Regions from separate parts of the Mus musculus genome. Here all the other regions are linked to region 3. A link is a contact called in public HiChIP or PLAC-seq data. All regions are on one chromosome and are shown on one strand. Each heading gives the region's core, a stretch centred on a gene start, on an enhancer-like site or on the middle of the called end of the contact. The rest is flanking DNA. Distances are from core to core; before and after follow the strand shown.

Region 1 (2,700 bases), core at 138-2,637, 540 kb before region 3:
GTAGGAACTGTTTTATTGTGTATCTGAATCTGAGATCTTAGAACATTAGAGGGAAAGCAGCAAATTATTACAAGGTAAAATTTACCTGTCGGAGCCCAGCACCGAGCCACCTCACTTGAGCACACTCCGGACTCCTTGCTCTCTTCTTCACTCTAGAATCTAGTCGGGTTGAGCTGGAAGAAAGTTGCAGATTGGCAGTTAACCTCCCTATTGAGTACACACTGCTTTCCTCTATGAGTCGGATGGGTAAGGACGAGAGCAAGTGTAAACTGTGACTGTACGAAGCTCCATGGCGGCTCCTGGGCGATTTGAAAGTGTCATTTTGAAATCTGTGATCTGTATTGCTTTCACTCTAGCTGTTGTTTTCTCTTTTCTTCCCTGTAATGTCTCCCCACTCCATGTTCTCTCCTAGCCTTCAAGATGGTCAGCAAGGCCAGCAGTCCACAGCCCAGGTCAAGGTCCAGTCCCGCCCCCCATCCCAGGCTGCAGTGCTCAGTGCTAGTGCCTCCTTGCTGGTGAGAAAAGGGAGTGTCCACTTAGAAGCCTCACATGACCATGCATCTGCCGTAGGCGGTAGCAGTTTGCACGATGAACTTGGTATGCAGGCCTGATGTAATCTCTGTGGTTGGAAACTTGTAATTGACAGTCAGTGGGTAAGAGTGATTGCGGTCCTTTCCTGAGATGGCTTTCTATTGGAGCTATGCATCAGGCACTGTTTATTGGGTTTGTTTGCCGAGTTTAAGAGAATGACTTACTTTTTCTTTCTGTATTTCTCTTTCTTTTCATTGTACTTTTTATTTTGAGCATATCTACTACTAATAGGCAGCTAATGTGCTAATAACTGTTCCTTATAACTAATATTCTCTTATAATAATTTGGATGTTTCTATTATTCCCAGAAATACCATGTGGAAAAATACGAATTTTAGGTGGTTTTTGAGACAACCTTAATTTTTAAAAATTATTTGAATATGTGATACACAGGAAAGCTCTCTAATACGTTTATTGCTCTGAAGTATCCTGCATTTTGCAGTATGTCCATCTCTTGTCATAGGATTTATTATAATCCTAAGTGTAATGTCCTCAGGACAGCATGGCTCTTCTTGTGACTGATAACTATAAAATATTTCATTATCTATTAAGATATCTGTAAATATACTCATAAATTATGTAAGTTAATTTTTGGAAATGCAGCATATTTTAAATTCTCAGTTGTAGCAAATTTACCCTAAGACATACTTTGTGCATTAGCATATTATGCTACTTCAGAACCTATTTCTTTATGCAGAGGTGTGTGTGTGTGTGTGTGTGTGTGTGTACATGCATGTGCGCTAGTGTACTCACCCACCATGTGCATATGTACATATCTGTAGAAGCCAGAGGAAGATACTAGGTGGCTTACTTTTCAAGGCAGAGTCTCCCACTGAACTGCTGCTGATGTGCCATAATGGACGGCCAGGGAATTCCAGGGACCCAGGTTCCCTCCTCAGCTCGGTGTTGTCTGTGTGGACCCAACCTGGCTTTTCTCTTGGGCACTGAGGATCCAGAGCCCAGTCCTCAGCCTGGTCAGTGAAGCTCTGACTGAAGCCAGGCTCCCAGCCCATGCGCTCAGGTTCCTGTTTCTCTGTGTGACCCAAGTTTCCGGTGCTCACATTCACAGTGGTTTAAGTTAATAAAGAAAGTCTTGTTCTTAAGTAAGACTCACTTGAAAGCCTTTATTCATTCTGATCTTATCGAGCCCTATTACATGGGATTTTCTTTATAAAGGTGACTATCCAGTTCATGTGTCAGTTGGAGGACTATATGGCAATAAGGAGTCAAAATTAGGTTTACTAAAACTTGATATGCTATTTACTCATTGACTTCCTTTCCATTTTGCAAAACTTGGGACCATGGAGTGGTGTTAACAGATAGGTAAGCGTGAACTGCAGAACTTCAGAAACTGCAGAATGACCATGTGAGAGAGTTAGGGCATTGCCATGTGTAGCAGGCAGTTCCTAACTGCAATGAGAAGACAGTACAACACTGTAAGTGCAGAAGTTTTTCCTTCTGAGTTTGTAATCTGAGAGGTAGGAAGTCTCCTAAGGAAGATATTTGAGTAAAAATAAAGTAGAATTCAATTCTACTGAGAGTAAATGCTCTCAAGTGACTCTTAGTTAACAGCGAAATTTTCTTTTATTAGATTGATTTAAACCACTGTGAATGTGAGCCCAGGCAACCTGGGTCATATGGAGAAGTAGGAATCCAAGGGAATCAATGGCTGGAACCATTGATTCAGTCGGTGCAGTGCGGTGCAGTGCGGTGCAGTGCGGTGCAGTGCGGTGCACAGTCAAGCTGGGGACTTGGCTTTGGATCCTCAGTGACCAAGAAAAAAGCCAGCCAAGGTTTGCACAGACAACCTCAGAGCTCCACATATATCCTTCCTTCCTTATTGCTTTCAGTTGGCAGGTTTTAGATGCAGATCCATTATGTTATAGTATGATTCCAATCACCATATAACCCTAAGATTCCTGGTAACAAAGGGTTTGTAAATCTGCAAGCATAATGTACTAATCACATAGAATTGCCCGTTAGCTCTATGACAGTGGATTGGCTAGAGTAGAGAGATTCATTTTGTGCGCACACACACACACTAAAAGTGTTAACAAAGAGAAAAGGTAAAATAGTCCCTAAAAATGACCTATTTATAAAGGTTTGCTTT
Region 2 (2,700 bases), core at 73-2,572, 540 kb after region 3:
CCAAATACATACACCTCGCCCTGACCTCACTATCACCCAAGAGTGCTATCACTATCACCGTTGCTCTTAACTGTGTTCAATTGTGTTGTGACATCAGGGACAGCCTGTTGTGACATCAGGGACAGCCTCTTGAATAGGAGGCAGAAAAGGAGCCCAGACATGACACAATGGCCAACTCAGACCCTCAGGCTTACTTCACTTTCTGCTTCTAGTTTGTGAGTGTGTGTGTGTATCTTGTGTGTATGTGTCTGTGTCCATCTCTGCTTCTCAGGATGGAGTCACTCTTCCCTGTAGTCTAAAAGACACTGCTCAGATTGAGTTTAAACAAGCTGCCTCGAGCTGCTGGCCATCTTGAAGTGCCCAGTCTCTGAAGGGTGTTTGGAGAGTCCTTTGCTATTACTTCAGCAGACTTGGCAAAGCCCTCTCTCCTGAAGACCAGTTCAAACGGACATATTTTAGAAAAAACTGGGGCTGCAGACAAAGAGCTGCAGATCCTAGTGCTTTGCAGATCCCTGGGTAGTTTGCAAATTCTGCTAATTAAAAAATATCATTACATGTGTTTACTTACTATGTATGTGTGTGTGTGCACGTTTATATAGGTTGGAATCTGTTTTCATCTTCCACTGGCTGGCTCCCAGGCGTCAAACTCAGGTCAGTTAACTTATCAACAAGTGCCTTAAACCACTGAGTCATCCCATCAGCCCTCTATTTTTTTTTCCAATTTTGTGGGTTTAGTCCTATTTACAAAGAAGAAGAAGAAGGAGAAGGAGAAGGAGGAGGAGGAGGAGGAGGAAGAAGAAGAAGAAAGAAAGAAAGGAAGGAAGGAAGGAAGGAAGGAAGGAAGGAAGGAAGGAAGAAAAAGAATTTATTTGCTTTGCCCCATGTGCTTGAGTGTTTTGTCTGCATCTTTGTGCACCACGTGCATGCAGTACCATAACTGTCAAGGCTCTGACGCCCTCTTCTGGCACTGAAGTTTTAGACAGTTGAGAACTCTGGGAATTGAACTTGTGTCCTCTGGAGGAGTTCTTAAACCTGGAGCCACCTCTCCAGCCCCCCCCCCCTTTTAGTGATCTTCTTCAATATTTATAATTATATACTAGTATAACCCAAAGGACCATGTTATGAGATTCCAGCATGCCCTCTCAAGACAACGTTTGCAAGGCATATCTGGTGGTCTTTTGATGGCATCTTTCTCGTACTTACTTTGTGCTGTGTTGGACTGTCGCCAAATGAAAGGCAAAAGGTCCCTGAGGCCAGTTCATGGTTGAATGACATTTTTTGTGGACTGAGGGTTTAGTTTCTCAAAATAGATATTGCGTCAGGCCAGCATCAAGGAAATCGCAGAGTATCAGAGTCATCCCGTGTGTTAAGTCTCACAGTGTAATGATAAGGACGGGGGAGGTGCATTAGGTAATTGGCTCCTTGCTTCTGCTGACGTCATAAAAAGCTGAATAAACAGACATTTTATAGTCAATTGAAAGGATTTAAATGCCTAGAGACTTGGGTTGTCCCAGGGCACCTGTCCTGTGGCATCCAGACCACACTTCCTGTGCCAGCAGGAGTCTCTGGAGTCCTTGGTACATACCAACTGGGAATAGTTCAGTAGTTGAAGGAAGAGCATAAAATACAAAGTGACTTCCTGCTTTGCTGGGGCAAAGTCTTAAATTCACATATGTTGAGGCTACACTTGGGTCTATTCTGTAAAACTAGTGACATCCTTTAAAATTAATGACACAGACACCAAGGAGAGGTCCTTCCAGTTCAGAGTCAAAAGACTCAGGTTAACAGAATCCAACAGATAAATGAATCTTTTCCCCTGGTAAAAGAGAAATGATTTTAGATGAAATGAGTTTAGCAAAGTTTATTTAAATGCTAAAAGATTTACGAATGGGACAGCCCTCCAGATTAGATGGGGTTCAGAACACCATGGAGTGCACACTTGCACTCAAAACAATCTAATGCCACTCTGCTGACAGCCTTCCTCGTTCTGCCTGTGAGAGCTCAGTACCCACGGTGCTCTGAACGGGGGAGGACCTTCCACAGCCCCTCCTTCTGCACGGAAGGTTTGTGCTCACCATAGCAATGGTTTACATCGTAGGTGAGTCAAGCCCTGAGGTTAGGAAGACAGGTGAAGCTATCCCTTCCAATCACAACCCCCACCCCACCTCTCCCCCGCCCCCCAATCCCCACCAGCAGCATCAGAGACATCTACAGGACACACATAACATGGTCATATGGTCGTTCATTGCCACTGTTGAACTTCAAACAGCCTCTTTATCAGGAAACAGAACTGGGAAAGGAAAGAAGAAAATCAGAACAAGGTCTTGAAGAGAGGACTTCCATGGGAATTCTCTGAAGTCAGGGAAACACTGGGCAGATGCTGTGTCAACATCACGCTTCTGTCGCTGAGCTTGGACCCCAGAGAAGGTCTCAGTACGCTGCAGTTCTCCTTACCTGATTTCATTATTTTCTTCTCTTCTTGTGTCCTTGAATCTCAGCAGATGAAGGGCAAATCTGCTGAGAAAGATGTGTGTCATGAGGGGTTGGGTGACTTTCAGCCGTCACACCATCCTGATAAGAAGCCTGGCTGGCGCCAACAAGGGGCAAGAGGACACTCCCATATCAAACCATGCCATTTAGCAAATGGCCAGTGGCGGGCTGAAATGATTGCAAGTTAATCTGTTTCCCATGCACTCACAG
Region 3 (2,700 bases), core at 111-2,610:
GAGGGACAAGGCAGAGACAGACCTGGAATCCCTTGATGAACATTATCCAGGGTGGGTCTCTCCACCTCAGCAAGCTGCTGAGATCTCTAGCATCCCGTTAAACCTGGGGCAGAGACTCTGTGATGCTCTGAGAGTGAATGTGCAGTATTCGTGGGACCCATAGCAGTTCCTCTGTGTGGGCTGAACCAGCAAAGGACGGTAACTCACGGGCTTCACTGAGGCATGAGTTGGGGTCACCCTCTTTCCTTTGGTGGGTGGGTGGAGAAGAAAGAGTCAATTAGATTTACTTAAATGACTCCCCTCTACACCAGCCAAAACCAAAATCAAGGTCTCTTTAGATAGCTCACTAAAGAGGTGAGTAGCCTCATTACCAAAACCTGCTGCTCAGAGACTTCCGCTCCCAGCGGAATTCCCCCCCCCCCACCCCATGCTCTTCTGACAGTTTTACAGTTCAAAGTTCAGAAGGAGGAGGGAGAGAAGTTTCATAGGAGGAAAGATCTCTACAAAATTAGAAACGAAGTTCATGTCCCCAGCTTCCAGGCTGCTTGTCAGGAACACAAAAGGTGGCATGTGATAGCGATGTAGGTTGTGAGTTTAGGAGAAAATCACAGAGGGGCCAAGGAGAGAAGATGCCATGGGTATGTGTGTAGCCATTCACTTTAGTACTGAACTTTCCGGAGCCAGAACGTCCCCCAGCACCAACTTGCACCCGTGCAGGCTTAACAGCATGCTGTGAGCGTCCTCTGCTGTCTGTGTTTGGGCCGGCATCCAAGCCAGTTGGGCTGTTTCCTTAATGGCTACAAGCAGGCGTCTCTCCCGCTTTCAGTTTCAAGAAGTACCATAGCCCCATCAGAGTCTGCGCTAAGGAGTGGGACTGGCCAAACTGACCCCTTCAGTACTGCATCTTTTTTAAAAAAAAATATTTTTTTTGGTGGTGGAAACTCTAGAGGGCGGAGAAAAAAGAGGTCTTGCTGTGTGAACCGGGGAGGAGGGAAGGGAGTCGTGGCGGGGAGGGAGTGGGGGTGGGGGTGGGGGTGATAGGTTATTTCTGCTCCAGGGCAAGAAGGAAAGAATCTCTGTGGAGATTCCTCCCCCCACCCCCACCCCCCGGAAGGCACTTCCAGCTTTTGTAAACCTCAACATCACTGCGGAGGGAAGCCGTTGGAAAGCTGCCCCTGGGAATTATGGGGCAGGGAAGTCAGAAAGCATAGAGTGATCTTAGATAGACTGCTAGGCTTTGAGGTGCAGAAACACATACTACCCCTTCCTTTAAAGGCGGTCCAGCGGCATCAAACGCTGATGTCGATGAAGCCGCTGATGCGGTTCTCCATGATTGGAGGAAAGCAGGGGTGACGTCAGCGCATGCTTGTAATTCCCGCACTCAGGCTGCAACAGGAGGGATCTGGTTAAGGCTGTGTTCAGCCTGGGCTACAGAGGAGGAGATCTTGTTTAAAACGCAAGACAAATCAAACAAGAAAAACCAACGAGGGGGAGAGAAAAGGGTCAGGCATCAGGATTCATTACATGTATGTAGTAGATCTAAAGTGGAAATTTCTGGTTTCTTTGAAGACTTGGGTTATAATGTTTTGCTGGGACAATCAGGGGAAAGGATGTCTTGCTAAAGCAGACACGTGAGAGAATGTTTTGATGAAGGAGACACAGGTGAGAGGATGTTTTGCTATAGCAAACAGGTGAAAGGATGCCCAATGTTTAGAAAGAATATAAATATGGCCCCACAGAGAGTGGGAGCGCCAGCTGCTTTGCCTCCACTGCCTTGCAAGCCTTCGCTGATGACACGCATAGATTGGTTCACCTTCCATTGCATTGCTGAAGTTCGCTTGTAGTGACCTCATAGAGAGAAACCCACCAAAATAACTTCTTGTGAGAGTCCTGCGACTTCTGGTCACTGGACTTGGCCGATTGGCAAACCTCACCTTATCCCCTGGAGTGAACTGCCTTTGCTGTTCCCGGTGTGTTGCCTGCCAACTGGACTGGACTGCAGTTGCTGATTTATGTTTGGTGTTTGCTAGTTGACAGAAAACAATGAAGATGGGAATCGCCCCCAAAGAACTATTTCTAAAGAGGTCCACTTCACCCCTATCCTAATAACCTTTCTTTTCCACTACCTCTGCTAGAGGGGAAGTCGAACTCTTATTAAAGTAGGTTGTGAAAAATATATGCCTACATAGATCCTTGCTATAATGAATAAAATGGGCATAAGAAATGTCTCGTTGTTTCCCTCCCTTCATGCTCCAGACCCAGCCTAGTGTGGCTAAGCTGAAAGGAGAGTCCAATTTCGGTAGCTACCCAAATGGTCTCCTGCCCTCCTGCTCCGACATAGGAGCTGGGGGGTCTGAAAGGAGATGCCCAGCCTGAAGTCCCCTGCTCACTTATTAGATGTTCAAGGGTCACCTCCCCAGCCCCCCAAGTGCTGTGACCATTGTAGGAACCTGAAAAGGTCTGTCTCCCTTCTGAGCTTGGGCCATTCTCATACCTTCTTATTTCTCCATGCCTGGCCTAGCACAGGCTCATGGAGGCCACTCAGCCTGGGCAGGAGGGACACCACTCTTTACAGCGCCTACCCAAGGATCACCCATGGGCATAAGGTGTGAAAGGAGACACCAGGTGTCTCTGAAACCCAGGGCACATTCCCAGTGTCCACATAGCATCTCTTGTTACTCTGAACTGATAACCTGTCCA
Region 4 (2,700 bases), core at 24-2,523, 570 kb after region 3:
AAGAAGACGAATCTCCAAGTTTGAGGTCAGCCTGGTCTACAGAGTGAGTTCCAGGACAGCCAGGGCTACACAGAGAAATCCTGTCTCAGAGAGAGAGACAGAGACAGAAACAGAGACAGAGAGAGAGAGAGGCCCTGTCTCAAGAATGACGTAAAGAGTAGCTGAAGGAGGTGTGTGCATTCATCTCTGACATACAAATGCATGTGTAAAATACTTGTACACGCACCCACATAGCATGTACATAACACAGAAAGAGAGAGAGAGAGAGATGCAATTGGCCTCAGGAAGACAGCTTCTAGGTCAGTGTCTTGGGCTCTAGGGAACAGAGTAACTCCGCTGTGTGTGTTACACTGTGCCGTGTTATCAGTCTGTAAGTCCCTGCAGGGCGTCTTACAAAGGTAAGCTCTAAAAACCAACAGTGGAAACAGAAGGCAGCAGTTATTTTCCGATGAAACAGAAATGAATCTTCTTCAAATTCTTTTGTGGAGAGAAAGGAAAGGACAGTCGCTGGAGTTGGTGGAGAGAGAGGAAAAATTAAAAGCAAATGCTTGCTCCCGTTGCTGTGTGGACTGTTCCCATCTGGCTATAACATGCCTAGTTGGAGCACTTTCATAATATTATGACATATTTGCCTTTCCTGCTTATTGTGGGGCTGAACCACAGTGGTTCATTTCCAGCCCCAAAGCTGGGGTAGGCCATTTGTGGATCAGTCAGTCCTTAGAAGCAGGAAATAGCACTCCTAAAAAGCAGTGAGGGGGAAGCGGACCCATCCCTAAGCATCCTCCAGCATGCTTGCCGCAGGCCACAGAATGGTACCCACTGTGTGTGAGAGACAGTGACGGAACAGCAGATAAAGTATCCTTACCCAGGATAGCCAAGAATAGCAGCTTAATCCCCACATGGCAACTGCCAGTGTCACTATACCAGGACACAAAACCCAGCTCTGTGGTCCCCAAAGTGTTAGTGGGAGGAGAAAAGTGCTTAATTGCTATCCTTTAGCTCAGTGAAGGTGACCAGGGTTTGGTAGAGCCAGAGAAAAATTGGACCAGAAACTGAGTGCCAAAGAGGGTTAGAAATCCAGACAATGGGCCTGGGGCCTGGGGAGGGTGGGTAGGAGAGCAGGGAAGGAGTTTCAATGTGAATGAATACTAATTAGTGACATGGATATTAATGATGACAGTAATTAACAGGGGAAAGGAAGGGCTGTCATTGTCCCAGAGTGAGCAATCAATCTTGGCAGGTGATAAATAATGGCTGAGCAAGCTCAGCGGAAAGATAATCCACAGGCCCCGGGGAGAGTCGGAGTGATCCTGGAAGCCTCTCGGTTTCCAGGCAACCCACAGAAAAGAACTATTTTTCTTTAAGGAAAAAAAAAAAAAAAAGAACAGGTTAGTGTCTCTCCCCCACCCCCAGTTTGGGATTACAGTTCTTAGCTGATGTCTGTTTTGTTCTGCATTTCCTAGAACAAATAACAGAACTTCTGCGATGTGGGGGGAAAATGAGCATGCGCACACACGTACCCACGGAGGTACAAGTGAACGCCCTCTCAAAGGATGGGAACGGATTGAAGTGTTTTTACATCCAGTTTCGGCTCATAGATGTGGTCCGGAAGCTCGGGTGGGAAGCTTCCTAGTCTTGCCTTAGAGGCTGACATGTGAGGAAATGGAATTGTCAATGAGGGCTGACCCCAGGCAAAGCCCATGAGGACAAGGGTAAAGCCCTGGCAGCGCCAAGGCACTGGCATTGAGCCACACAGAAATCAGACACCAAAGGTCCAGGCTGTCCCGCCATCAGAGATCTCACTTCTAGTCTAATGATCAAATGTCTGAAATTTTTGATTCTCAAAAAAAGAGTGTCTCAGTAAATTCCTCTGTTGGATCTCATTCACCTGTCTGGGAAGCTAGCCAGGCAGCGATTAGCCTGCTAATCTAATCTACCCTCCCCTGCCTGCTTTCCCTCACACACACACACACACACACACACACACACACACACACACACACACACACACACACCAGGGTTTCAGACCTGCTCTCGACTCAGATCTGGAAATATTGTTCCTTTGAACCCATTTTCTATCAAAGTATGATAAAGCCATGTTTAGAGGTCTGTGTAAAATGAAATCTTCGGGTGACATGGTGGGTAGATCAGATATTTGGAATCTTGCAGATATTGGGTTCCTGCATGCCTGTGATGTACCTGGAGGCCTGGATCCTAAAATCCTGACTATAGAGGCAAACGAATGAGAACCAACACAGAGATATCAGTACCCAAAAGCTGGGTCAGGTGGGGCTGTGTGTACTCTGATGGAGCTGCACTGACCACCCTGGCGACCCAGATCCTCTCTCTCTCTGTGTTTGTTACGTATCGCCCAGGGAGCAGTGATAGCTAGTCTCGGTAAGAGATCTCTGTAAGGGACTGTCTCCATCTGTAAACTCCTAAGAAAGGAAGTTTAGACCTGGACCGCCCCCTCCCCACAAAGAAGACTTTGCTGTGCTTCTGAGCCTCGTCAGGAAGAAGGCTTTCCCAGCTCCACAGAATTGAGCTACTGGGGACCTTGGCACATCAATAATACACACTCCCTCAGGGATTCCCCTGCTCTCTACACACTCCTGTGTGAGCTAAGCTGCTCTTGGTTCTAGGTGCATCTTTTTAAAGGAAGATAGTAAAAGGGAGTTTGTTCAGGGACTGTGGCCCATG
Region 5 (2,700 bases), core at 199-2,698, 520 kb after region 3:
AGAGGCAGGTGGATTTCTGAGTTCGAGGCCAGCCTGGTCTACAGAGTGAGTTCCAGGACAGCCAGGGCTACACAGAGAAACCCTGTCTCGAAATAAAACAAACAAAAACCAACAAAAACAAAAATTACACAGATGATTTCTGTGTAAAAATGGAAGAAGCTACACCACACTACAGAGGAAGAAAATCTTCAAATTCCTTGATGAAAGCAACAACTAGGAATGCTATATGTAACAAATTGTCCTTTAACAACAGCAGCAACAACAAATTAGTATACAAGAAAACAGAAGCAGCCTATCTTTCTCCAGGCTCGATTTCAGAAATACTGTGAAGTAAAGGCGTACAAGCTGAGAGCAGTTGATGGGTTAGCACGTTTTTGGCTGGCATGATCGAAGAGAACAGCCAATGCCCATCTATATATGCCTTTTAAAATGAATCAAATCAAATCAGATATTAAAATCCATATTTTAATACTTTTCAGACATTGGTAAAAATTAAGAGCTTCTGTTGGGGGTTTGGTCTGGTGTTGCTGTGTATTCAAATGCTAAATACTGACCCTCAAGATCTGGTTGCCCGGGACAAGTAGATCCTCACATGCACCAAGTGACTGATGCTATGCAAACTTTCCTCCCCAATATAAAAGTATTAGTTAAATAAAGGTGGCTACAGCCAATTATTGGGGAGAATAGAAAAGAGGGAGTTTCAGTTACTGGACTGGGGGTTGCAGGTAGGGACCATGGAAAAAAGGAGAGAGTGAAGGAGGAAAAAGACAGAGAGAACAGGAGGTCTCTATTAGAGTGATGGACGAGGAGCACATGCCTGAGTGGAATGCATCCCCAGGACAGACCAATGGAGCAGAAGTAACCAGGGCAAGATCCAAACAGCAAATATTTAGGGAGCACAGTGGGGAATTAACAGTCTAGCAAACAGAAATATAGATAAGTGACAATCCCCCAGTATTTGTGCAAAAGCTGACAATCTATGGACTCTGACTGGATTATTGGGGACTGTTTGGGTTATAGTATTAACTAATAGAGCTTATTAAATCATAAACCTACATTTATTATAAAATATCATTTTTAAAAAACATAAAAGTGGCCACAGACTTGGAAAAGACATTCATAACCTGGTGTAACAAGACATTAGGGTCAGGAATATATGAAAGACTCCTACAAATTGAGATATTAACAGAATCATAGGAAAATGGACAAAAATCACAGGCAAACATTTTATAGAAGAAGAAATGTAAGTCACCATCAAACGTACCACTTGTCCAATGGCACCAATCATCTCAGAAATGCAAACTGAACCTATGGAAAGACACCATTTCAACTTGCCAAGCTGAAAAAACTCAATGTCTTTGACTGTGCCAAGTACACAAGGTGTATGGGAGACGTGCTAATCTGTGACTAAGAAGAGTGTGAATTGGCAGCCCTCATTAGACACCACGTGGTGATAGTAGCTGTTCACATAAAACTCATAAATATTCATGAGTTCTTGTTTTCATTACCAGGGACATGCTATGGCCCAGGGAAGCCTCTGAGTGAGTGTTTAGAGACACTTTACTTAACCCCAACTCTTCGTGTCAGCAACATCTGGGGTAATCTGGGCTGGGCTGTTGGCTGTGGACACAAAAGAGAAATGCACAGGCAAAGAGTAAGACTGTACACAGCCATGAAGGCCAAGAGCTACTCCTTAGGAGGATACAACTCAGAAACAAAGTAGGAAGTGATACATAAGAAAGATGCATACCATGAAACCATGTGCATGGCATTCAAAAGTAGACAAAATTAAGTAATATGATACTTAAGGGCTCTGATGTATTTGGCTGAGAAGTAGAAATGAAAACTTGGATGGGTGAGCTAGCTCTTGTAGGAAAAGCAGAAAAGTAGTAAGGTGCAGATGCAGCCAGATCTCAGAGGTATTCGGGCTGTTTATTTTTCTGGAAAATCAGAGCATAGTGGTCATTTTATTATAACTTTAAAACATCTCTATTTACATTTTTTTTGTTTACACTGATGATGTATTTCACAATAAAATTGGTTTTCAGGATTCTATGACTGAGAGACTACAGACTTGTCAAAGTTGTATGTGCATGGCTGCATATTCACAGATGTGGTCACATGTACACAGGTGTGGTCACATATCCACAGGTGTGGTCACATGTACACAGGTGTGGTCATATGTACACAGGTATGGTCACATGTACACAGGTACACTATACACAGATGTGTTCAAATATATACATGAATACATATACATATTCACTATATATTCATATATACATTATATATATATATATATATATATATATATATTCATATATGTGGCAGACTTATTAGACTGGCTTGTGGGCTGTGGTACAGCTAGTCAAATGATGGCTGTCTACCAATGGAAGGTCCAGGAATCCAGTGGTTGTTCAGCCCATGAAGCTGGATGTTTCTGCTGGTTTTCAGTGTATCCCAAAATCCCAATAAGTAAGTTCTAATGCCAGTGAGACAATGAACTTGCCAGGAAGAGCAAGGGCAAGCAGGCAGAGAAAGAGGCAAGCTTTCTTCCGTGTTCTTTATACAGGCTGTCAGCAAAATGTGTGACCCAGATTAAAGGTGGATCTTTCTATCTTAAAGTTCCAAATTAGAAGTGTGTCTTCCCCACTTCAAATTCTTTAATTAAGAAAAAAAAAAGTCCCTTACTGGTTCACC

What was found. HiChIP or PLAC-seq counts read pairs in DNA pulled down with a chosen protein or histone mark.
Region 1: an H3K4me3 HiChIP or PLAC-seq map of bone marrow-derived macrophages shows a contact between it and region 3, with 4 times the contacts expected there. The contact joins two enhancer-like sites. A contact is called at or near these places in 2 of 484 Hi-C or Micro-C datasets (the N1E-115 cell line and liver) and 5 of 115 datasets of contacts at active chromatin or transcription factors (bone marrow-derived macrophages, embryonic stem cells, large pre-B cells and 1 more).
Region 2: an H3K4me3 HiChIP or PLAC-seq map of forebrain shows a contact between it and region 3, with 9 times the contacts expected there. The contact joins two enhancer-like sites. A contact is called at or near these places in 1 of 15 datasets of contacts at CTCF or cohesin (the NIH/3T3 cell line), 20 of 484 Hi-C or Micro-C datasets (the Ba/F3 cell line, the G1E-ER4 cell line, the HL-1 cell line and 13 more), 17 of 115 datasets of contacts at active chromatin or transcription factors (cardiomyocytes, craniofacial prominence, differentiating embryonic stem cells and 12 more) and 1 of 9 other capture datasets (embryonic stem cells).
Region 4: an H3K4me3 HiChIP or PLAC-seq map of forebrain shows a contact between it and region 3, with 4 times the contacts expected there. The contact joins two enhancer-like sites. A contact is called at or near these places in 10 of 115 datasets of contacts at active chromatin or transcription factors (VIP interneurons, embryonic basal ganglia, embryonic forebrain and 5 more) and 1 of 9 other capture datasets (pancreatic islet).
Region 5: a contact with region 3 is called in an H3K4me3 HiChIP or PLAC-seq map of embryonic basal ganglia, with 5 times the contacts expected there. The contact joins two enhancer-like sites. A contact is called at or near these places in 1 of 15 datasets of contacts at CTCF or cohesin (the NIH/3T3 cell line) and 6 of 115 datasets of contacts at active chromatin or transcription factors (craniofacial prominence, embryonic basal ganglia, embryonic stem cells and 3 more).

What each region holds. Positions count from the first base shown.
Region 1 is chr12:81,933,119-81,935,818 of GRCm38.p6, forward strand. It overlaps Pcnx (pecanex homolog), which reads left to right. Exons shown (of 36, transcript NM_018814.3): 8 at 413-597. Among named protein-coding and RNA genes, the nearest start is that of Pcnx, 74 kb to the left of the region's middle. Within about 2 kb of position 1,388, at least 53 of the 459 cell types and tissues checked have an H3K27ac peak or open chromatin away from gene starts, as enhancers often do. A contact at or near this core is called in bone marrow-derived macrophages, where this site is marked.
Region 2 is chr12:83,014,104-83,016,803 of GRCm38.p6, forward strand. The region is part of intron 3 of Rgs6 (regulator of G-protein signaling 6); the gene reads left to right. Among named protein-coding and RNA genes, the nearest start is that of Gm31308, 11 kb to the left of the region's middle. Within about 2 kb of position 1,323, at least 4 of the 459 cell types and tissues checked have an H3K27ac peak or open chromatin away from gene starts, as enhancers often do.
Region 3 is chr12:82,469,446-82,472,145 of GRCm38.p6, forward strand. No RefSeq gene overlaps it. Among named protein-coding and RNA genes, the nearest start is that of Gm30966, 5.9 kb to the right of the region's middle. Within about 2 kb of position 1,361, at least 295 of the 459 cell types and tissues checked have an H3K27ac peak or open chromatin away from gene starts, as enhancers often do. A contact at or near this core is called in VIP interneurons, bone marrow-derived macrophages, embryonic basal ganglia and 1 more, where this site is marked.
Region 4 is chr12:83,043,563-83,046,262 of GRCm38.p6, forward strand. The region is part of intron 3 of Rgs6 (regulator of G-protein signaling 6); the gene reads left to right. Among named protein-coding and RNA genes, the nearest start is that of Gm31187, 38 kb to the right of the region's middle. Within about 2 kb of position 1,274, at least 39 of the 459 cell types and tissues checked have an H3K27ac peak or open chromatin away from gene starts, as enhancers often do. A contact at or near this core is called in VIP interneurons, embryonic basal ganglia and forebrain, where this site is marked.
Region 5 is chr12:82,992,668-82,995,367 of GRCm38.p6, forward strand. The region is part of intron 3 of Rgs6 (regulator of G-protein signaling 6); the gene reads left to right. Among named protein-coding and RNA genes, the nearest start is that of Gm31308, 11 kb to the right of the region's middle. Within about 2 kb of position 1,449, at least 5 of the 459 cell types and tissues checked have an H3K27ac peak or open chromatin away from gene starts, as enhancers often do. A contact at or near this core is called in embryonic basal ganglia, where this site is marked.